5 separate regions of the Mus musculus genome follow, and regions 2, 3, 4 and 5 are each linked to region 1. The links are chromatin contacts, called in public Hi-C and promoter capture Hi-C maps. All regions are on one chromosome and are shown on one strand. The core of a region is the stretch at or near the end of the contact, and the rest is flanking DNA. Distances in the headings are between cores, read along the strand shown. Region 1 holds the start of Pias4 (protein inhibitor of activated STAT 4). Region 2 holds the start of Polr2e (polymerase (RNA) II (DNA directed) polypeptide E). Region 3 holds the start of Med16 (mediator complex subunit 16). Region 4 holds the start of Cnn2 (calponin 2). Region 5 holds the start of Midn (midnolin).

Evidence for each region. Promoter capture Hi-C pulls out the DNA fragments that hold promoters and counts their contacts. A called contact is a pair of places that touch in the nucleus more often than the background predicts. Capture Hi-C pulls out chosen DNA fragments and counts their contacts.
Region 2: a Hi-C map of CD8 T cells shows a contact between it and region 1, with 3 times the contacts expected there. The contact joins the promoter of Polr2e here to the promoter of Pias4 in region 1. A contact is called at or near these places in 2 of 39 promoter capture datasets (cranial neural crest and pre-B cells), 1 of 484 Hi-C or Micro-C datasets (CD8 T cells), 2 of 115 datasets of contacts at active chromatin or transcription factors (astrocytes and pancreatic cancer cells) and 1 of 9 other capture datasets (liver).
Region 3: a contact with region 1 is called in a promoter capture Hi-C map of pre-B cells, with 4 times the contacts expected there. The contact joins the promoter of Med16 here to the promoter of Pias4 in region 1. A contact is called at or near these places in 3 of 39 promoter capture datasets (cranial neural crest, liver and pre-B cells), 2 of 484 Hi-C or Micro-C datasets (B cells and CD4 T cells), 2 of 115 datasets of contacts at active chromatin or transcription factors (astrocytes and pancreatic cancer cells) and 2 of 9 other capture datasets (adipose tissue and liver).
Region 4: a promoter capture Hi-C map of liver shows a contact between it and region 1, with 8 times the contacts expected there. The contact joins the promoter of Cnn2 here to the promoter of Pias4 in region 1. A contact is called at or near these places in 6 of 39 promoter capture datasets (the C10 cell line, cranial neural crest, hippocampal neurons and 2 more), 3 of 484 Hi-C or Micro-C datasets (B cells, forebrain and muscle stem cells), 4 of 115 datasets of contacts at active chromatin or transcription factors (Th17 cells, astrocytes, pancreatic cancer cells and 1 more) and 3 of 9 other capture datasets (adipose tissue, liver and pancreatic islet).
Region 5: a promoter capture Hi-C map of liver shows a contact between it and region 1, with 4 times the contacts expected there. The contact joins the promoter of Midn here to the promoter of Pias4 in region 1. A contact is called at or near these places in 5 of 39 promoter capture datasets (the C10 cell line, hippocampal neurons, liver and 1 more), 5 of 484 Hi-C or Micro-C datasets (B cells, CD8 T cells, muscle stem cells and 2 more), 12 of 115 datasets of contacts at active chromatin or transcription factors (astrocytes, cardiomyocytes, embryonic forebrain and 8 more) and 4 of 9 other capture datasets (adipose tissue, liver, macrophages and 1 more).

The regions. Positions count from the first base shown.
Region 1 is chr10:81,165,872-81,170,797 of GRCm38.p6, reverse strand. Pias4 (protein inhibitor of activated STAT 4) reads left to right here and starts at 3,078. Exons shown (of 11, transcript NM_021501.4): 1 at 3,078-3,113. The coding sequence starts at 3,087.
Region 2 is chr10:80,037,133-80,041,501 of GRCm38.p6, reverse strand. Polr2e (polymerase (RNA) II (DNA directed) polypeptide E) reads left to right here and starts at 1,843. Exons shown (of 7, transcript NM_025554.2): 1 at 1,843-1,919; 2 at 2,889-3,063; 3 at 4,118-4,314. The coding sequence starts at 1,863.
Region 3 is chr10:79,906,528-79,910,780 of GRCm38.p6, reverse strand. Med16 (mediator complex subunit 16) reads left to right here and starts at 1,843. Exons shown (of 15, transcript NM_198107.2): 1 at 1,843-1,963; 2 at 3,125-3,290; 3 at 3,635-3,742; 4 at 3,847-4,016. The coding sequence starts at 1,886. It overlaps R3hdm4 (R3H domain containing 4), which reads left to right. Exons shown (of 8, transcript NM_177994.5): 8 at 1-729. Gm24019 (a small nuclear RNA gene) reads right to left here and starts at 1,586; the gene lies at 1,480-1,586.
Region 4 is chr10:79,986,745-79,991,584 of GRCm38.p6, reverse strand. Cnn2 (calponin 2) reads right to left here and starts at 2,985. Exons shown (of 7, transcript NM_007725.2): 1 at 2,845-2,985; 2 at 104-225. The coding sequence starts at 2,907.
Region 5 is chr10:80,146,962-80,151,278 of GRCm38.p6, reverse strand. It overlaps Midn (midnolin), which reads right to left and starts at 3,007. Exons shown (of 9, transcript NM_021565.2): 1 at 2,930-3,007; 2 at 966-1,597. The coding sequence starts at 1,201.

The sequences.
Region 1 (4,926 bases), core at 1,829-4,328:
CACCCGATGCATGGGAGGTTAAGTGAAAAAAAATCTGTCCAAAAACCAAAGTGGAAGCCAGGATTGTGGCCACAGCATTAGTCCCATGTGTCATGGAAGCAGAGGCAGGTGGATCTCTGAGTTTTAGGCCAGCCTGTTCCACAGAGTGAGTTCCAGGACAGCCAGAGCTACACAGAGAAACCCTATCTCAAAAAACCAAAACCTTTCAAAACAAACAACAACAACAAAAACAGAAGTATAGCTCAGAGGAGTCAGGGCATCCATGGCAGTTAGATGAGCCCACTCAGTGGTAAGAGCACTCTTGCACAAGACCCAGGATCAGTTTCCAACACCCACATGGTGATTTACAATCATCTGCAGCCAGTTCCAGAGAGGGTCTGAGCTCTGTAGGCACGATGCACAAATAAACATAGAGAAAAAACATACATACACATAAAATAAATAATTTTTTTTGTTTTTGTTTTTTGAGACAGGTTTTCTCTGTGTAGCCTTGGGTGTTCTAGAACTCACTCTGTAGACCAGGCTGACCTTGAACTCAGAAATCTGCCTGCCTCTGCCTCCCAAGTGCTGTGTGCCACCACTGGCTGGCTAAAATAAATAAATCTAAAAAAAAAAAAAAAAAAAAAATCGGCCGGGCGGTGGTGGCACACGCCATTAATCCCAGCACTTGGGAGGCAGAGGCAGGCAGATTTTTGAGTTTGAGGCCAGCCTGGTCCACAAAGTGAGCTCCAGGACAGCCAGGGCTACAGAGAAACCCTGTCTCGAAAAACCAAAAATAAATAAATAAATAAATAAATAAATAAATATCGAACAAGAGTACAAAAGGGGCGGGGGCTCGATTGGTGAAGTGCTTGCCTATCGTACAGAGAACCCTTCTTTAATCCTCAGCATCACAGAATAAGGTGTGGTGAGCCGTGCCTGTCACGCCAGCACTTGAGAAATAGAAGCTACAGTGGGGTTAGTTACAGAGGGGAATACCAGGTGAGCCTGAGCTTCATGAGACCGGTTCTCAAAAGAAAACACTTTTTACTCTACTTCTTGTGGGTACTAGGAAGCCACAGGGGGCTTGCGATAGAAGTCAAGCTTGGAAGAGCTCTCTCTCTCTCTTTTTAATTTAGTTAGAACAAGAGTAAGGATCGAGTGGCTTGCAGAGAATCGACCAGAATGCTAACACACACACACACACACACACACACACACACACACACACACACACACGAAAGACGACCCGGATGTGCACTGCACCGGGCCAACTAGGCTCACACCCCACCACACACACACACACACACACACACACACCACACACACACACACACACACACGAAAGACGACCCGGATGTGCACTGCACCGGGCCAACTAGGCTCACACCCCACCACACACACACACACACACACACACCACACACACACACACACCACACACACACACACACACACACACACACACACACACGAAAGACGACCCGGATGTGCACTGCACCGGGCCAACTGGGCTCACACCCCACCACACACACACACACACACACACACACACACACACCACACACACACACACACACACACCACACACACACACACACACACACACACACACACGCAAGACGACCCAGATGTGCACTGCACAGGGCCGACTAGGCTCACACCCCATCACTACAGGGCCATGCGAGCCCTACACCTGCCAGCTGCCGCTCGAAGGGAACAGGGACACCTGCCCGGCCGCATTCTGTTCATCCCCAACCCTTCTCTTCATCAAAATGCAACCGTAAACATGAGCCATAAAATGCACCAGAGCAGGAAGCACATACACCTTTAAGACCACCCTCCCCACGTGGGCGCGGTCCAGTCCTCCCAATGAAACGGAAGCAAGGGGCGGTGCCGTTCTCGCTTAAAAACCCAGAGCGGGGCTAGAAGTGAGCGTGGCCCCAGTGCAAGCTTCGAAAATTTGGGGGTTGGGTGGGGCTTGTGGGTAGTTAGAAAGCCAAGGAGGGCCCCTGAAATGGTGATCGCCCAGAAGTCTATTAGGAGTTCGATCCACAGAACTCATTTTGTGACACCTGGTTAAAGGAGAAAGCAATTCCAGCAAATTGTCCTCTGATGTCCACCTAGGGGGCTTGGAACGCGCGCACCCACACCTATTCGCGTTAGTCTCTAAACCTGATGACCTGAGTTCGATTCCCTGAATCCATATTGTGGAAATATACAAACCCCTTAGATTGTCTTTGGACGATCAAAAATTGCGTGTCTCCCCCAGTATATAAATAAAACAGACCACAGAAAAGTGGGCGTAGCCTTGAGCCAACAAATAAAGAAGGAAAAATGCAGCTAGAGGGGCTTCTGTGCCCTAAAGAAGCAAGGCTACGCAGGGCTTGGTTATGTTCATCTTTAATCTCAGTTCTCCGGAAGCAGGGGCAGGAGGATTTCAGTGAGTTTGAGGCCAGTCTGGTCTACAAAGCGAGTTCCACAGAGCCAGGGCTACATGGTGAACCTGTCTCAAAAAACAAAAACAATTTTTAAAAACCCACAACTGTTGCCACCGCAAGCCAATTTGAAAACGAGGCAGGGGGTTCGGCCTGTACTCTACAGAAAAGGTGGGGCCAGTAAGAGAGGGAGCAGGGCAAAGGGTATATGGTTCAGGCACTAGCTGGTTCATCCCTGCTACCTACACAGTGGAAGGAGAAAACCTAATTTCCTAGACTGTTTTGTGACTTTCACATATGTACACACTAAATAAACACAAAAATTTAGCGGTTCTCTAAAGCAAGAGAAATGAGGCGGCGGGAAGTGCTGCTATTTCTTTAAGCAGCAGACTCCTCCCCAGAGTGGGCGTGGTAGCGGCCAGCGCCTTGAAAAATAACCGTGGGGGGCGGGATTTGGCAATTGTCCGTTGTGATTGGTCAGATCCTCGGGCGGGGTTCCTGTAGGCGCGTGCGCGTGATGCATCCTCCCGCCTCTCAGACGCGGGGGCGTGGAGGAAGGAGCCAGCACTCGCTTTTACTGGCTCTCGCGCAGGCTCCGCCCTTTAGTCGAGGGCCCTCACGTGACGCGACGGCTGGGGCCTCCCGGCGCGGGGGACGCTAGTGGCCAAGATGGCGGCAGAGCTGGTGGAGGCCAAAGTGAGTGAGCGAGAGTGGCTCCGGCCGGGACAGGCGGGTGGCGGAGTACGGACCGCTCCTCGCAGGGAGCTGGGAGGGCGGGGTGTGGCGGCGCGGGCGGCGAGGGTGCGACTGGGACGCGGGCTGAACCTGCGGGCGGGGGGCGGGGAGACCGGGGGCGGGGTCGCCAGCTCCCTCCTGGGGTGTCCCCGCCGTCTACTGTCACTTCTCTACTGACCCTAGCAGGGGTTCCCACAGTGTGGCTACACAGCTTTCCCGGTGCAGGCACTGTCCTCTCCTTTGGGTTAGCTCTGTTGGGACATAACTGGGGGTCCTTCTGTGGTCTGGGAAGCCGAAGGAATGCAAAGTGACTTCGCCATCAGGTTTCCAAGGCAACGAGTAGGACTCAGGTCCGGGTGCCCCCCCTCTTTCCTCCCCCACAGGCCTGCATGGGGAAGGTCTACAGGGATTGCCACAAGTCCTCTGATTCTCGGGGCTCAGACTGACACCTTCTGACTCCAGACTCAGGCCAACTATAAGTGCCCAAGTTCATTTTAGAGACTCAGCCCTCGAGTCCCGCTCCCCACTTGTCAGCTCTGGGGTACCTCTTCACTTCAGCCTCCAGTGATCCTGTCTCACTCTAACCCATCTCTAACCTGTGAATCGCCTTGTAGAGTTTCTCTGCTGCCTGGCATACTGGACCCACCACCTCCTTGTTATGTGTTCCTCAGATTGATCCTCACAGGACACCTTGACTGAGTCCAGGGGAACATTGTTTAGACTTGTTCCCCCATTTCTGCATTAAGGTACCAGGGCTCTGACCTGACTTGAGTCCCCATTAAACCCTCTTGAAGTACAGCTTGGCTTAGCCTACATCCAGTTCTGCTCTGTCTCCCTGTCAAGGTTCCAGCACACTTGTCCCTCCAGAGTTATTGGAGTTCCTCAGTCCCCCTCAAGCATCTTCCCACCCATAAGATTCAGACTTGCCCCCCCCCCCCCCGTTTTTCTGCCTGCCTTGTGACATGGTCCTTCCCTCCCCACTGGGACCCTTAGGGTTATTCTAGAGGATCTGATTAAAAGGTGTCGTCCTCACCAGGCATGGTGGCACACCTTTAATCCCAGGGGTCTGGAGACAGAGGGAGGCAAATCTCTGTGAGTTTAAAGCCAACATGGTCTACAAAGTGAGTTCCTGGACAGCCAGGGCTCCACAGAGAAATCCTGTTTCAAAAAATCATTTAAAAAAAAAAGTGCAGCTGGGCGTGGTGGCGTACGCCTTTAATCCCAGTGCTCGGGAGGCAGAGGCAGGCGGATTTCTGAGTTTAAGGCCAGCCTGATCTACAGAGTGAGTTCCAGGACAGCCAGGGCTACACAGAGAAGCCCTGTCCTGAAAAACCAAAAAAAAAAAAAAAAAAAAAGTGTACCCCTCTTTCTCACCATTTACTCACCCCAAATCTACACCATTTACATAGTGGTTTTCTCTTGGGAAACAGAACTTTGAGATGGAGATATGTAAACTATGATCTGGAACGCAGGAGTTTTTTTTGTTTTTTATTTGGTTTTTTTGAGAAAGAGTTTCTCTGTGTAGCCCTGGCTGTCCTGGAACTCACTCTGTAGACCAGGCTGGCCTTGAATTCAGAAAATCGCCTGCCTCTGCCTCCCAAGTGCTAGGATTAAAGGTGTGGGCCACCACGCCCGGCTGGAACACAGTTTTACTCCTTGAAGTCCCCCTTGTACCATCCTAGAACATTGGGGTGAGGCCAAAGACTCTGTACCTTCATCCCCCCTCAGTGAGAAGGGCTGCGATTGCTTCTTTGCGGTCTAGATTCTTTAAATA
Region 2 (4,369 bases), core at 594-3,093, 1.1 Mb after region 1:
GTTGCTGCCCTCTGTGGATCCTAGGCCAGTGTGGTTGCTGTGGGGTCCCTGGTAGAGAGGCTTCTGCAGTCAGCTGGAGATGGGCTGGGGGACTGGCTGAGAGGGTCCCAGGAAAGGGGCCAGGGAGACCCCAGTCTCACCAGTCACAACAAGGGGCAGGATCCCAGGCACAGAGGAGGTGGGAGGAGGGGCTCCTACATGCAAGGGCTGGAGGACACCCTCAGTGACACTTATCCACATGGCCACTGGGAAGCTCCTAAGGTCCCAAGTACACATACTTAGGCTCTGACTGTTCACTACCACCAATAATGAGAGGGTCATGTCCCCCCTGAAAGTGGAAGTCAGGGGCTCCCCTGCTGGGGGTGGGGGGTGTTCAGCACAGCGCTCACAGAAATCTACCCACTTGGCCTCCAGAATCAAATGCATCGGCCACCACTCCCAGGCCCAGGCAATGCTCTCTTCTCCAAGAAACGTCTTTGCCCATGTCCCCTTCCTTTGCACACTCATGGCTTCTTTGGCCAACTGTAGCAGCCTAAGCCCCTTGGTCTACAGGGTAGATGGTGGGCTCAGTGTACTTGGCAAAAACTTGTCTTTCCCAGTTGGGATCAGCCTAAGTTCTCAGGCAGGAACTGGTGATGATCTGTAGATGAGCTGTCAGACGCACATCAGGACAGAATGGAGGCATCTGGACTTCCAAGGACAGACCTTGCCAGTCTTGGTGGCACACGCCTTTAATCCCAACACTGAGAGGCAGAGGCAGGCCATTCTCTGCGCTGTTGAGACCTGGTCTCTATACCAAATTTCAAGTCAGCACACTCCCCCAAAGAAAAGGAGAGGGCTGGTGAGATGGCTCAGTGGGTAAGAGCACCCGACTGCTTTTCTGAAGGTCCGAAGTTCAAATCCCAGCAACCACATGGTGGCTCATAACCACCCATAATGAGATCTGACTCCCTCTTCTGGAGTGTCTGAAGACAGCTACAGTGTACTTTCATGTAATAAATAAATAAATAAATAAATAAACAAATAAGAAAGAAAGAAAAGGAGAAAGGGGCGTTCCTGTGAACTCCCATTGTATAGTTGGAAGGGTTTAGCCCTGGAATCCCTTTCCCTAGGATTCATTTTCTCACCACCTTCTCAAACTTTTCACGAGTTAGCCCACCATATACACACTTGTTTGTTCATTGTGTGTATGCCCGCACATCGATTGTTTTCATTTTAGATTTTTAGTCGTTTAACTATGTTTATCTGTGTGTCTGCATGTGGGTATAGACCTGTAAGTGTGGCCCTTGGAGGCCAGAGGCATCAGACTCTCTGGAGCTGGAGTTACAAATGGCTGGGGGCCACCTCATGTGGGTGCTTGCATCCGATTTCTCATGTAAAGTGCAGATACACTAATAAAAACTTGTATAAAAAGGGAAATTGAGGCACATGAACCTGGCTGTTCATCACTGGTCTCTTGCTTTCTTTCGAGACAGGGTTTTCTCTGTAGACCTGGCTATAGAGCAGGCTGGCCTCGAACTCACAGATCTGCTTGCCGAGGACGGGGATTAAAGGCGTGGACTACAGCCCGGGAGACGCCTAAGGGAGGGAAATAAAACTGTTATCAGGTCAAGTATCGCGAGATCTTCCCGACGCGCGACACCGCCCCGGTGAAGGCTGGGGCTGCCCAACGCGCAGCCTGTCGTGGAAAGTAGGTTTATTCCGGCGTTCACCTTAGACAGCACGAACCTGGGCGGGGGCCTTCCCAGCCCTTGGCGCAGGCGCACTGCCGGGGGGCGGGGGGCATTTTGTGCGTCCGGCGCAGGCTCCGTGCTGGCAGCTCCACGAGCGCGCGTGCACAGTTGTTTGGGAAGCGCGACAGCATGGACGACGAGGAGGAGACCTACCGGCTGTGGAAGATCCGCAAGACGATCATGCAGGTGATCAAGCGTGAGGAGCTTTATGCGAGCGAGCGTTCAGTTGCGGACTAACTGCGGGTTGTCCGCCGAGGCCCGCCTCCCGCAGGGGCCAATCCTCCTGGATTGGAATGCATCCCCGTTTAAAGTGTGGAGCCCACCCACGCTGGCTTCAACTCTTAGAAATCCTACTGCTTCCACCTCCTAACTCTGCCTCAGGGGAAAAGGCCTGGGTGGGCTCCGTTTCGGGAGAGGGGGCTGCTGCGTGGTCACACTTGGTTTTATGCGAGCTAGGTAGCCGCCCACACGAAAGCTATCAACCATCTGTAACCCCAGTTCCAGGGGATCTGACGCCCTGTCCTGATCTCTGGGGACTCCAGACACACATAGGATGAAAAAACAGTATTTTTAAAAACAGAACAAGCCGGTATGATGGTACACGCCTTTAATCCCAGCACTCTGGAGGCAGAAGCAAGCGAATCTCTTTAAATTAGAAGTCAGCCTCATCTACATAGTGATTTCCAGAATAGACAAAGTCACGCAGAGAAACCCTGTCTTGAAAAAGAAAAAGGGAATAAAAGAAAAAATTCTTGGTTGTTTTGAGTTGAACACATGAGACACCATTATTAGATAAAGAGGTATGCATAGTTTTGACTTATGCTGTGTTGGTGGAGCCCAGGGCCACCTCATGCCTGTTCCTCAGCCCTGATCCTGGATGATGCTCTAGTCTCCCTCATCAGGAACACTCAAGACTGGGGACAGGAAGGTGCCTGTATTCAGAAGGTTGCCTACAGTTGCCAGGGGATTAATCCCAGCCTGCTCCACTGAGGTTGGGGGGAGGAGAGGCTTGGCCGGGCCGCTGTGGTCTGAGCCTATACAGAGTTTGGGTACTGCTGGATCAGTTCAGTGTTAGTCCCCAGCCTCGGCCATTCAGGGTCAGGTCTGCGAGCTAAGTGCTCAGGCTGACTGCCTCTTTGCCTCTTGTCTCTGCAGCTGTGTCATGACCGTGGCTACCTGGTGACCCAGGATGAACTGGACCAGACACTTGAGGAATTCAAGGCGCAGTTTGGGGACAAGCCCAGCGAAGGACGGCCAAGGCGCACAGACCTCACGGTGCTGGTGGCCCACAACGATGACCCCACAGACCAGATGTTTGTGTTCTTCCCAGGTGAGGCCCTTGGGCTGGCAGGAGTGGTCTCCTCCAGGCCCTGGCTCAGGTGCCAGTGAATGCATGTCCCACTCTGGCCTAACGCTGCCTGTAAGATTGTGGCAGCTGCCTGCTTTTGTCCCTGTCTCCCCTGGGAAGCCTCCCTTTTGCTGGTGTCGTTTTCATCCCATAAGCCCCAGAACCAGCTCTCAGCCCTCCACCCCCTGGCTCCTATATGCTGTATTCTATAGCTTCTGCCTGGGAGTCCCAGGGCCAGCTATGCCACCCCCACACCCCCTGTGTGCTGTATTCTACAGCTTCTGCCAGCAGCGCAGGTGTCTTGTGGGAGTGAAGGCTATTGGGGAGCCCAGGACCTCCCTGTGCAGCTACATTCAGTCTCCCCAGACAGCTTGCCTCTTTTAATACCTAATGCTTTGTGGCCCCGGGACCTGGTTTTTAGTGTGAGAATTGGGGGGTGCGGGGATGGGCATGGTAGCATATGCCTGTAAGCCCAGTGTTTGAGAGGCAGAGGCAGGCAGTCGAGGCCAGCCTGGTCTATACAATGACTTCCGGGACAACTATGGAGGGCATTGGTTCTCAGCCTTCCTGATGCTGGGACCCCTTAGTACACTTCACATTGTGACCTCCAACCATAAAATCTTCATTGCTAATTCATAACTAATTTTGCTACTATTATGAGTCATAATGTAAATATACCTGTGTTTATCCAGCAATTTGCAAACTAGGTGGCCTGGGTCTGCTCCTGCGCTCTGCCTGAGGAGACAAGGCTAGCCTCATGTAGACACAGGGTCCATCTCTTGGTCAGTCAGTTTCTCCTTGAGGCTGTCTAAGCTGACAGTACCATATCCCCCAAACCCCAGAGCTGCTGAGAGCCCCCACCCCCGTTCCAGGGGGGCCGCAGTTCCTGCATACCCTGCAGCTTCTGCAGTGATAGCTGAGCCCCCTGGCAGCCCCATCATGGCTGCCTTGATGTTCTAGTCTTCCCTTGCAAGCAGAGAAACTAAGACCACAGGCTCCAGTAGTGAGTGTGAGGGTGGTGCTTGTGTGCCCGCAGAGGAGCCCAAGGTGGGCATCAAGACCATCAAGGTATACTGCCAGCGCATGCAGGAGGAAAACATCACACGGGCGCTGATTGTGGTGCAGCAGGGCATGACGCCCTCCGCCAAGCAGTCCCTGGTGGACATGGCCCCGAAGTATGTGCTGGAACAGTTTCTACAGCAGGAGCTGCTCATCAATATCACAGAGCACGAGGTGTGTGTGGTGGGGTGGGGCGTAGTGCTGCCTGCATCCAGGACACGGGCCGGGG
Region 3 (4,253 bases), core at 594-3,093, 1.3 Mb after region 1:
CCCTGTGTTTTGTCTGTTTAGCTTTCTTTGAGACAGAAGCTCAGGCAAGGAGTAGCAGACTGTTACCTTTTTTCCTCTCCTAATCAGTTTTAATGAACTTGGCATGTTTTGGGGTAGATTTCTTTTAATTTCTCTTTTGAAGTGGGGAGGCACAACCAAAACACCTAGCGCCAGCCGGTAGTGGGCTCTGTTGTGACCCCTGCCTGACCCTCCATGTTTCAGCTCTGATGAGGGTGGCTGGTCCTCTCTCTAGGACTCTGCAGACCTCCCCAGGACACTTTCTTGTGTGTGTGTGTGTGTGTGTGTGTGTGTCTGTCTGTCTGTCTGTCTGTCTGTCTGTGTGTGTGTGTGTGGCGCACATGTATGCACGCCATGTGCCATGAACCTGGACAAGCATTGTCTCAAGGGCTCATTTTATGCTTTTTTTTTTTTTTTTTTTTGGTGATGTGTGTATCTTGTCCCCAGCTCCCTAGGCCCTGCCTGCCTTTCAGACTGTCCTCTCCTCCTCCTTCTCCCCTCTCCTTATGCCAGGGGTCCAGGACTTCCAGCCAGAAGCCTCTGACCTTGTGTTCCCTGTCCCCTCCCCTGTCCCCTCTGCTGCTCAGCATAGCTGTGGTCACTGCAGAGGTCTTATATGTTCAGCAGGCCTGGCCCTCCTTCCCTTCCCCTTCTGTGTGATTCTTTGAGCTTGGGGGAAAGGGACGATTTTAATAAAGCCTTGGTGCTCGAGTCCTGTCCCCGTGTTTGTCTTTAGGTTTGGTGGGGGTGGGTGAGACTGGGAGATCACTGAGGGCACGAGCTAGCAAGCTGGACACGGGGGAACCTCAAAGTCTCTATAACATTAGTTCATTTTACAACATGTAAAATGCTTAAAGATGAGGTGCCAGGTTGGGGTTCGATGGGGAAAGCAATTGGTTAGCATGCTCAAAGCCCTGGGTTCCATCCCCAGCACCATTTAAACCACATGGTGACCAGTGACAAGTGATTTTGAGGCCAGCCTGGGCCATGTGGTAGACAGGTCTCATTGTTGGACACCTCTGAATCCTAGCACTCAGGAGCCAGAGGCTGATGGATCTCTGTGAGTTCAAGGCCAGCTAGTCTACATAGCCAGGGCCATACAGTGAGACCCTGCCTCAAACAACAGTCACTTGAGGGCCAGCAAAATGGTTAAGCACGTTAAGGTGCTTGCCGCCAAGCTTGATGATCTGAGAGCAAGAACCAACTCCTTGTCCTCTTACGTGCACTGTGGAAGGCACACTTATACACACACACACACACTCACACAGGAGCCCGTGGCTTGGTGGTACACCTCTGTCATCCCAGTAGGTAGGTAGAGGCAGTCACTGGAGAACCTCATCAGTGTCAGGCCAACCTGAGCTATACAGTGAGCAACGAGCTCTGCTGTCAAGAAACAAAATAGAAAAAACGTGAGTGAGCCTCCAATAGGATGTTAGGGTGCTTGTCAGTTCCTCTGAGGAACAAAATATGGAACGCTTCACGAATTTGCGTGTCATCCTTGCGCAGGGGCCATGCTAATCTTCTCTGTATCGTTCCAATTTTAGTATATGTGCTGCCGAAGCGAGCACAAACAAGGCTTTTCTCCAAGGGATATTTATAGTCTCAAAACACACAATTACTTTACAGTTAGGGTGAGTTTCCTTTTGTGCTGTTTTTTAAAATAATAATTTAGTATTTGTATCTCTTATAGAAATCCAAGCCTATCATGTAAAATGTAGCTAGTATTAAAAAGAACAGATTATCTGTCTTTTATCGCACATTAAGCCTCTATAGTTACTAGGAAATATTATATGCAAATTAACCGGGGCAGGGGAGTAGCCGAGCTTCTCCCACAAGTCTGTGCGAGGGGGCCGGCGCGGGCCTAGAGATGGCGGCGTCGGATCCCGGGCGTTGGGGCGAGTGTGGACCGCGGCCGCCGGGCCGACTGGGCGCCCGGGGCGGACAGGTTAGTACGGCGTGCGGGGTACGGGACTCGTGGCTGGTGCGTTTCAGGCTAAAACCGCGAGCGGAAGGCCGAGGGGCGGGGCTTGCGGGGTCAGAGGGCGGGCCTGGGAACAAAGCTTGCTGGGTAGAGGCCGTTGTGGGAGGGATGTGAATAGGGGGAGCCTAAGGCGACGGGGTTGAGGAGGGGGCGTGGTCCGAGGGGCTGAGCCTCCCTGGGAGGGGCGTGGCCTGAGTTCAGAAGTTGGATGGAGGGGCAGAGTCTGAAGAAATAAGACTGATAGAGAGGGATGTGGCCTAGGGAGCGGAGTCTAAGGTGGGCCGGGGTTGGGGGTGCTAAAGATCTGAGATCGATGCAGAGAGGTGACCTAGTAGTCACAAGCTGAGCAGAAACTGAGGCTGAATTTACCAGTTTGGTTTGGAGGCGGAGCCTAGGGTGATTAGACAATGTGGGTGGAGCTTAACGAGCTTGGGCGGGAGGTGGTGGAGGTGTGTGTGTTAAGACTCAGGATTTAGCCGGGTGTGGTGGTTCACGCCTTTAATCCCAGCATTTGGGAGGCAGAGGCTGCGGATTTCTGAGTTCGAGGCCAGCCTGGTCTACAACGTGAGTTCCAGGACAGCCAGAGCTATACAGAGAAACCCTGTCTCGAAAAACCAAAAAGAAAAAAAAAAAGACTCAGGCTTTTTGCCAGGCGCACGCCTTTAATCCCAGCACTTGGGAGGCAGAGGCAGGCGGATTTCAGAGTTCGAGGCCAGCCTGGTCTACAGAGTGAGTTCCAGGAGAGCCAGGGCTACACAGAGAAACCCTGTCTCAAAAAAAAAAAAACAAAAAAAGGCTCAGAATTTGAGCCTTGGATGTTAACTTGTTGAGAGTATTGTGTGGCATGGGCTGCTGCGGGGTCTAAGCTACTAGGTCCCAGGCAAGGCTTGGAGACTGAACTAGAGTGTAGACTGAGGCCCAGACTGAAGTGGTAGGGGTGGGCCCGGTTGTGTGTGTGGAGGGTGCTTAGCGTTTGTAGGCTGAGCTCAGGCTGATCTGGGTTGCCTAGGGAGGAGTGACCCCAGGCGGGGCATCATGGATTTTATAGCAGGGCTCTCGCTGGAGAACATTCTAGACACCCTTTAGCTGGGAGCTGCTATAGAGCACTGCCTCCCTTTTCCCCAGGAGCCAGGGACCGTGCTGGGTGCGGTGGGTATGATGGACCTGGCCTATGTGTGCGAATGGGAGAAGTGGGCCAAGAGCACGTACTGCCCGTCGCTGCCCCTGGCTTGTGCCTGGTCCTGCAGGAACCTCATTGCCTTCACCACAGACCTACGCAATGATGACCAGGGTGAGTGCTGGCTCTCCTTACCTGGCTAGGACCTGGGGATCAAGACCATGTGGGTGGGCTTGCCAGGTGTGGCTCCACTGTGCCTCAGATCTGGAAGGCTCGTGGTGGCAGAGCCAGACACTCTGATGCCAGTTAGAGGGTTTTGAGAGGCCAGGGAAAGCAAGGTGGGAGAAGAGACATACATACACTGCTCACCATCTTCCAACAATGTTAAGACATGTGGCTGCACAGGATGCCCTGTCCAGGGACTAGCAGCATGGCGGAGCTTATAGGAGAGGTGCACTGTGGGTGGGGACACAGGCACTTCGAGCTACACTGACCTCAGTGTTCTTTTTCCACTGCAGATCTGACACACATGATCCATATCCTAGACACGGAACACCCCTGGGAAGTGCACTCTGTCAGCTCTGGCCACAGCGAGGCCATCACCTGCCTGGAGTGGGACCAGTCAGGTGAGGCCAGGGGGTGTGCTCTCAGTCCAGAGCCTGGCGACAGCCACCACCCGCTGGGAGTCCAGAGTGGGGGGAAGGCCCCTGACACAGCTCTCTGGTCGCAGGGTCCCGGCTACTGTCTGCTGATGCTGATGGACAGATCAAATGCTGGAGCATGGCTGACCACCTGGCCAACAGCTGGGAGAGCTCGGTGGGCAGCCAGGTGGAGGGGGACCCCATCGTGGCCCTGTCCTGGCTGCACAACGGTGTAAAGCTGGCCCTGCATGTGGAGAAGGTGAGCGTACCACTGGGGGACCTAGGGGTAGGTGGATGGAACCACAAGTGTGCAGCTCCCGTGCTCACTGCCAATTGCTGTGGGATACCTGTCAGTACCTGCCATCCCTGAGCGCCCCTGACCCTGAAGCTCCCCTTTAGCTATGTTCCCTCCCTGTACAGTGAATCTGTTTAACAGATATCTCGTGTCTGCAGTGGAGTCTTAAAATGGCTGCTATCTCCAACAAGTTGCCTTTGT
Region 4 (4,840 bases), core at 1,736-4,235, 1.2 Mb after region 1:
ATAAGACAAGAAAAAAAAAAAAAACCAGAAACATACAACATACAGCAGCCATGCATTGAGGAGCGCTCAGGGGCGATGCCCTTGTGCGCTGATAAACACTCACGTGCATAGGATAACCCCATCTTTCAGACCCTTCTGGAAGTCAGGGCCAATGGAGAGGCCCGTGAGTCCCTCTATCCAGCTTCGGAGTTCTGCTTCCTTTTGGGGGTCATATTTGGACAGGAGCTGGAAGAGCAAAGAGCTAGGACTGAGGTGAGAAGCAGACACGCCCCCGTGGGAGTGGCCTCGTAGATGAGGCCAGAGACAGCGGGGCAAGAAGGGTGTCTGAAAGCCCAGGCCACCTCCTGCCGCCACCTCCTGCCGCCACCTCCCTAGAGCAGGATGACACGTGTCACCTTGGTGTGCTGGGGATGAAAGCAACAGGCTGTGTTAAGTCAGCACCAGCACCAGCACTCAGCACCAGCTCAGCTGGTGGTCCAGCGCCAGTCCATCCTCACAGTGTCTGAGCACTTCCTATAGGCAGAGGGCTTTGCATCCAGAAGGTTCACTACTGACACTTGTAGAGGCCTGTTCTTTTTCGTGGCTGAGCAGTATTCCAGCTGGCCGACCTCCGAGGAGGCCCGACCTACATACTCAACTTCCCACCGATGCGCCGCGCTGGGAGCCGCACCACGCTGGGAGCCCCCCGGCGGGCGCTCCCTCTACAGATTTCTCTCATGTTCTCAAGGCAGCAGGAGAGCTGCCCTGTGTGGGCAGTGAAAAAAAAACTCAACTCTCCTGGCCTCAGTTTCCCCATCTCTTTCTTTCCTTCCTTTCATTTTTTCTTTCTTTCTTTCTTTCTTTCTTTCTTTCTTTTTTTTTGGGGGGGGGTTCTCTGCTCTCACTCTCTATATAGACCAGGTCAGAGATTCACACAGGATTAAAGGAGTGCAGTATTCTTTTTTTTTTTTTTTTAATCTTTACTTTATGTGTCTGTGTGAGGGTGTGAGATTTTGGAGTCACAGTGCTGCTGGGTCCTTCAAAAGGGCAATCAGTGCTCCCATCCATCTCTCCATCCGCCAGTCCCCCGGCCCCCCCCCCCCCGGTTTTTCGAGACAGGGTTTCTCTGTGTAGCCCTGGCTGTCCTGGAGCTCACTTTGTAGACCACTAGCCTACGACTCAGAAAACTGCCTGCCTCTGCCTCCCGAGTGCTGGGATTAAAGGCGTGCGCCACCATGCCCGGCAGTTTCCTATATGGACTGGTTTGTGTAAGAGTTCGCTGTCAGGCGCTCCCTCTCCCCTTCCTGTCTTTTAAAATCCTTCGAAGTGGGATTAGCTGGGTGCAGGGGCAGTCGGGGCAGCTGTTCCCACAGGAAAAAGCAAGGACAGCCCAGAGGGGAACAGGGGTCGGCCAGGGACGCCAAGCATGCCTGGTCCAGCTGTGCCACGTCCCTAGCCACTCTGAGGACCAAGGAGGAGGGCAGGGGCTCAGTCCCGCCCGCTGCGGCCACCTCCCTCCCCACTGCCCTTCAGCGCATTCCTGCCCGCAGGCCACAAACTACCAGGAATGCGGTGGCCTCCCGGGTCTAAATCAAGACCAGCTGTTCCCCAGTGGCCAGGCTCCTCAACTGGACCGAACAAAGTCCCACGGGATATGGGCCAGCTAGGGGGGTAAACTGAGGCACATAGGTCAGGCAGAAAAGTCTCCGGATCCCCCCTCCCAGTGGACGATGCAACCCTTCTGTGACCCCTGCAGGCTACTGGGGGGGGGGGGTCCACTTCCCAGCTCCACAGTTGGAGGGGATCTGAGAGCTCATCCCCTGAGCAAGTGCTGACCTGTCCCTGGCCCCACCCAGCTCCTAAAACTCTATCCTTAGGGCTGTCCTGACTCTTTCTTTCACTTTCTCTGTTCCAGGGAGATGTCCAGTCTGTCCAGGAAGAATTGGGCAGGGTCGTCAGAATGCTGTGTGTCTCTGGGGAGCTAGAGCAACCTCTCTGAGCCCAGGGTGGGAAGTGAAATAGCAACTTGTCTCTAGCAGGCTGAGGATAGCACATGGGTGGCATGAGGTAGGTATGCCTCTCGTGTCACTTGTAGGGACCTGGCAGGTGCCAGTCGGAGGTGGGTCCGACTGGTAGCTTCAGCGTGCCTAGGCAGGTTGCTTGGCTTTAGCTGACTGTGAAACTTGCATTCCCAGGTGCCAGGTGTGTGCGTGTGGTTGGCGGATCTATCTAGAAGGTTTCAGGATGTCAGGCCTGAGCCCCCTAAGTCTGGGATCAGTGTCTCCCTCATCAGCTCAGGACACCTTGCTGTATGGCTCCCCAGATGTCCCTCCGAAACTGGTGACTTCAGTGTTCTCCTGCATTTGCGGTTCCTCTCAGTGAGCCCTTTCCCAGGTGTGTGTGGGAGTCCTGGAACGGACCACACCCTGTTAAGAAGGCCACCGGCCCCGCCCCCTTCCCTGTCCCCAACTTAAGTGGCTTAGATGAAACGGAAGTTTCGACAGGTAATGAAGATGGGGCCTCAGGGGGCACTCTCAGACGCCCGGATCGCTCGTGTGCTCGCTTTCTCTCTCCCGGACCTTAACTTTCTTACATCCTGCAAGGGGCACAGAGTGCAGGAAGCCCGGGGCGCCGGGGACTGAGAGGTCCAGGGGCGGGGCTGGAGGTGACATTCAGGATGCGGATAAAATGGGTCCCCAGCCTCCCAGACGCCACAGCTTCCCACAGCACCCCAGACCCTCCGGATATCAGGGTAAAGCAAAGCCCAGCTGTCCCGGCTCATGCATCGGTCGCGCGTTCGAGGCTGGCGAGCCCCGCTCCCATTGGTCGTGCGTTCGAGGCTGGCAAGCCCCGCAACCCACTCACCCGGTTCTTGACCTCGGCCGAGAGCCCGTAGGACGGGCCCTTGTTGAACTGCGTGGAGCTCATGGCGCGGGACCCCGGAGCGGGACAGGAGGACCAGCGGGACCGGCAGAGGGTCGGGCTGCGGGCGGACGGCCCGGGACGGGGCTGAGCGCCGCCCCCGCCGCCGATTGGCTGGCAGAGCAAATGTCCTTATAAGGCGTGGAAGCGCCGAATTCCTGTGGCCGCGACTTCCTGAGCCCCCCTCGGCCGCCGGGACCCCCGCCCGCCGGAGCCACCCTAGCATCCCGGCCGATCAGGAGGGGCCCGCCGTCCCGTTTGTAGTTGCGGGAAACTGAGGCAGCGAAGGGCGTGGGCTTCCGACCTGGGCCAGAAGTCAGTTTACTCCTCCTGTATCATAGTGAGAGACAGAAAACTGTTCGGTGGGACCCTAAATCCTAAAATCTGGCTAGAAACCTTCTCTGCCACTACCGGCACTTACCAGAATCTTGCTCCCTCTCCAAACATCTCAGTGGGAAGGGGCAGGGGCGGCATAGACAGGATTCTCGAGGGGAGCTTCTCAGAGAAGGAGGCCTCGGGAGCTGGAGCACTGATGGATGAGTTTTTCAGTCCAAAGGGAAAAGGCTTTCTGCTAGAACACCAAGTGCAAAATATGGAGGGTGGGAGAAGGCGATCGGTTGGAGGTCGGGGTGGGGCTCCCAGAAGGGCTGAGGGTTGCTGGCTGACTGTGTGAGGGTGGAGTGGCTGAGGATGATATCCTTTCAGTAAGTGCCTGAGCTCAACCTGAGTCTGTAGATGGATCAAGTTGATTCCTGAGGGGCTGGTCCTGCCCCACGGAACACAGGCAGACAGATGCTGGGAGTCTCAGGGCTTGACAGAGAGGCCTTGGCCATAGGACGGAAGCATAGTTTTTTCGAGACAGGATTTCTCTGGAACTCACTCTGTAGATCAGGCTGGCCTCGAACTCAGAAATTCACCTGCCTCTGCCTCCCAAGTGCTGGGATTAAAGGCGTGCGCCACCACGCCCAGTGGTTGGATACTTCTAAAGGGTGGCTTTCTTCCCACCTCTCTGGGTTTCTGTGATTTAGACAAATCCTTCCTCTCTGGGCTCTGCTGGAGTTTTTGAATTTGTACAGTGGAGCACCGGACTCCAGATGGTCCCAAACTGTGGACAACACAGGTTCCTGTGACCAGGCAGGAAGCCCCAGGTGTCGGGACACTGAAGACCTTTTTGGAATAGTTAAAGAAAGCACTTGTCAAGAGCGGCCATGCTGTGTGGGGTGCACACAGGCTTAGCAGGGTATCAGGGCATCCAGGCCACTGTGCTGAGCACTGAGACAGCAACTGCAGGTGCCACAACCAGGTTCTCTGCAAGAGCAGCTATTTCCCCAGACCTGAGCCATCTCCCCAGCCCACCCTCCTCGCCTCCTTTCTTCTCCATCTGCAGCGCACCTGTATCCACATACACAGCCCTCACACACACCCCCAGTGTTCACAGCCTTCTGTGACTCCAGCTTCAGGGGACCCGACGCCCCCATCTGGCCGCTGTAGGCACTGCATGCGCGTCGTGCGCAGACAGGCACTCAAAAAAAAAAAAAATGAGTAGATGAGTCCAACTTCCCTCATTTTCTTAACAGGGGCTGAAATTTGAACAAAACACTGTGTATGCTGTGAAGTATAGCCACATCTCTGCTCCCGCCCAGCAGCAAGGCCAGCCACTCCCTCCTTCTGTCCCGCCCCTGAGCTCAGAAGAGCTTTCTGAGCTTTGAAGTGGTTGAGAAATAAGAACAAATAAGGAAAACTATTCCATGCCGAGAGGACTGTGTGCCACATTCAAACCCTGGCCCTGCTGCTTTGTGACTTACAATCCCAGAAACAAAACCCCAAACACCCCAGATCCCAAGATTCTGGATTTCTAGCAGCTTAGTGTATTAGAACTCTGTCCTGAGATCGAAAATGAATGGAATTTAACATTCCATGTAGCTGGGTGGTGGTGGCA
Region 5 (4,317 bases), core at 1,758-4,257, 1.0 Mb after region 1:
AGGGGAGGACAGAGGAGCGTTTTCCACCCCTCAGCTCTCCAGGCCCAAGTGCCTGTGGGGAGGCCTACTGGCCTGGGAGCCCCCTAAGCCTTGACACTTAACTCCAGGTGAAAGCACTAAGCACTAACCCATCTGCAAAAGACAAGAGACTTTGCTATCACCTGAACCCCCGTGGGCTCTTTGCCACCCTCCCCCGCGCCTCTCTTCAGGCCAGCTCCTGCCTACAACTCTCCAATTCTTGCCCGGGCTCGTCTTTGTGGGCGCCGCGGGGCTCCGGCCCTCTTTGAGAGGCCTTCGGGGGCTCTGCCGACCCAGGCTCCCCCTCCTCCCTCGCCAGCGCAGGCCCGCTGCTCAAACAAAGGAGACCCTCCCCCTCCGCCCCTCCCCCACTGGGGCCCCTCCGCTGGGGATGGACATTGCGTGTCCCCAGAGGCCCGCCAGGGGACGGGGGAGCGGGGGGTGGCTCCCCGGCCTGGAGGCGATTTAAATACCAGGTGAGGAGGAGGTGTGGGGAACCGAGAACAAAGGGGGGTAGAGAGACGCAAGTGATGGGGAGACAGCCAGACGCAGAGGGGGCCGCCAAGCAGATGCGGAAGCGGCGAGACCGCCGGCATGAGAGGGGGTGGCTGTGCACCCCTCCCCAGGCACACAGCGAACGGACCCCTCCTTGTGCCATCCCGGGGGCCCACAACTCCCCTGTCATCCCTGTATTTCCCGTGCACCCTGGGGCCCCGCAGGGTGCTCCTGCCTTTGTGCAGACCCCGGCGGGGGAAGGGGCCCAAGCAAGTAAGGCCAAGCAGAGGGCGCCCGAGAGCGCGCGGCGCGCCCCCGATCCCCCCCCCCCCCCCCCGTCTGGCTGCCCCTGCTTCCCCGCGCGGCGCGCTCTTTGTTCCCGCCCGGGGCCCGGGCCCGAGGGGGCGGCCCGGTGCCAGGGGGCGCGCAGGCGGGGGCGGCGCTCTACCTACGTGTCTTTGTGAAGCAGCGCCAGGCGTTCCTTGGGTACTTTGAGGCGTTGGGACAACCTTTTGCGCAGCCCTTCCACGGTCTCGTCGTGGGGCACCGACAGGTCGTAGCGGGTCCCCGTAGTGCTGTGGATCGCCAGGCTCATGGGTGCGGCCGACTCCGTGGCCGTGTTCAGCTCGCAGGCGCCGCCGGGGGCCCCGCGCCGGCAGCTCCGGGCACCGCCGGGCTGCGGCTCCATCCCCGGCGCGCGCTGGAGAACTGGGGGCCTGCGGGTCGCCTCCAATCCTAGCCGGGACTCCCCCGCCGAAACAAGGTCCTCCTCCGCTCCGCGGGCGCCCAGGGACAGGAGCAGTGCGTGCGCCCCTTGGGGAAGGTCCCAACGTTAGGAATTGAGCCGGCAATCAAGAATCCGAGTGGTGCTCCGGGGTCGTGTGGGATCCTTGGGTTGCGCCCCGGGGTGGGGTCTGTGATCCGTTTTCAAGGGCGGATGACAGCGACCTGGGTACGGCACGGGGAGGGTCCTAGAGAAACGGGGCAAGCTATCCTGGTTCGCACGGTGCCTGGATCCCTCTCGGGTCGTGCTACCCCGCGCGTCCCTTCCCTTAGCAACAGCCGCAGCCGCCGCTCGCAAGATCTGGGGGTGAAAGTACGAAGAAAAAAAAAAGTTATCATGTATCAACGTTCCAATGGGCGGGACCACCGCCCCCTCCCATTCACTACTTACTCCGCCGGCCTGGCGGCGGCCAATCAAAACACACAGACCGCCCAGTCCGTCGCGCTACCGGGCCAATGAGAATCGCCGCGGGGCTACCCCACGTGGCAGCGAGACCCTCCCTTTCTCTCCGCCCCGTCCCTTCTGCGTCCAATGGAGATGCCAAGAGGGTTGGGCTGAGGCCGATCCTGACCAGCCCCCGCGACCCCCCACCCGCTCCCAGAGCCATTCATAAGGCCCAAAGACCTTAACAAAGGGCGGGCGGGCCCTGAGGGTAGCGGACCCGAGTTTTAGGACTTAGCACCCCCCCTCCCCGCCCCTCTGCGCGAGCCTAACCCCTTCAGTCCGCAACGGGAGCGGTCGGGAGAAAAGGCTAGGAGCCGGCCATTGTTCCCGAATAAGGAACAGGAAATCGTGGCGCCTCCCCGCTGGGTCTGTCCGGGAAGCTACAGCCTGCGGAAGCTGTCGCTTGAGCCCTGAGCCTCATGGTCAAGGGTCGCGAGCTGGCCTCTCAAGGACAGGGCTGTCTTCCGCCCCCGTGGGTGGGTGGATGCAATGATATTGGAGAACTTGGGCGGAACCCACAGCTTGGGCAGGGCCCTGCAGCTCGGTGACGTGGCTTTGATTAGATCCGTCCCTCCCGAACCAGTGCCACTTCGCGTCCTAACCTAACTCACCCTCAGTTTTTTTTTTTCTGACTTCCCCCCCTCCCAATCCCGGGTCGGCCCGTTTCCCGAGGTGTGCCCGCCCAAGCCGTGACGTGATGCGGCGTCCCCGGCTGCGCCCGCGCGCGCCCCGCTTCGGGCAGCGGTGAGTCAGCAGCCCCGGCGCGCCCTCTGCAGTCCCCGCCCGGGAGCGCTGCCCGAGTCCCGGGGGAGGAGTGCCGTGCGTCTTGGCTGGGGAAGGGGTGCGCCAAGAATTGGGGGTCTGCATGTGGGGAGGGTCCGTTGAGAACCTTTATACTTAGCAATGCAGAGAAGACTTAAGACCGCACATAAAGGGAAACTGAGTCTACAAACAGTTCAAGGTCACTGGCTGAGTGCGGGGGGGGGGGGGGGGTTGGGGGGCGTGAGCTGCAGTCCCGCCAGGGCGGTGCCCATAGTGCGCAGCCCCTCCCACCCCACAAGTTGGAGGGCTCCGGGTCCTGAGGCACACTAGGTGCGGACGATTCAAAGAACAAAGAGTGGGACAGCCTGAGAAGTTTACGGCGGGTGGGGGCCCCTCTCCGTTTCGTGCGGTCCCGCCCCTACTCACCGGCTCCGTAGGTCCTGGGTCACCACTGCTCCAGATGACCTGCGTATGGGTCCTGGCAAGAGGTGGCCGTGCCGGTCTGGGGCCGGGCGGGCGGCCCCTGAGCCTTTATCCGCGCCGCCTTCCCTGGGGTGGAGTTTGGGCGGGCAAGGGGCGGGGGGCCGGGCAATGGTGACGCATTCCCTAACCCCCCCACCCCACCCCACCGCCTGCTGGCCTGGACAGGGACACCGGCCCTAGGGCTTCGCAGCACCCACAGAGCAGTGCCTCAGGGGTGTCACCGACCTGGGTAACTCCTACCTCCCCATGTACTGGGGTTCACCTCACATTAGGATTGGGGGGGTGTTTGGCCTGCTTCCCTGCTCCGCCCCCTTTCCTGTTGGCCTGGTGCTTCCGCCTGGGGGCGCCCGCGTGTGGAAGGGGGGGGCGGAACGGGAAGGGGTTCCTTAGTCAGCAGCCTAGGTCCAGGAAAACAGGGTAGTGTCACCTGCTAGGCAGTAGGTGCCCCTGACAGCTGCCTAGCCTCCTCATCCTTTAACGATGACCTCAGAGGCCATTTCTGTGACGATTCATCCATCCCTGGCCTTGCCTAGGCCAGTCACCTGTGTGACCTCTGAGTAGCCCAGTCCCTAATGCACCCTACACCATAGCATAGTTGGTTCTCACTCCAGCATATGGGTCCCAGAAGTCAGCTCAGGTCATCAGTGGGCTTGGCTGAATGTGTCTGTATCTCCAGGCCCCTCTGGGTTAATTACAAAGTACCAGACAAGCAAAGGAAGGCCTTCTGCAGCCTGGCATGTGTGATCTGTTCTCACAGCACAGATGCATCGGCACATACTGGCCCTGGCCCTGGCCTTTGGGGTGGATACTCACTCACCCACCTATGGACCAAGGAGCCAGCCCTTTGTCATTTGAGCGTGGCCAGACCCTCCATCACTTCCCTAACCTTCCATCTCCTGTCCACGTATGCGGTCTCTTGCACTTATCTGGTCTGAGCACCACCACCACCCTGGGTGCCCCTCCCAGGCCAGTTCCTTCCTAGGTCACCTTCCTCTCTGGCTGATCATTCTGGACAGGCATGCTGGGCCCCCAAGCAGACAGGCGTGCCAGACACTCCCAGTCTCCCAGGGTCATGGTCAGGCCAGAGAACACTTGGAGGCCCAGAGACTTTGAGGGATGAGCAGGAGTTTGTTCAGAAGTACAAACTGAAGCTGCGCAGTGTGGAGGTCAGAGGCAGGGTTTGCCTCTGGAGGGACCTCAGGGAAGGGATAGGTGAGGTGGGCTGGCTCTGACACCATTCAGACTGAAAGCCACTGTAATAAATGCAGGGTGCCCAGACTGCCTGCTTCCTGTCTCTTCTTCCTGTGTGGTCCTTTGTCCTTAGCATGAAG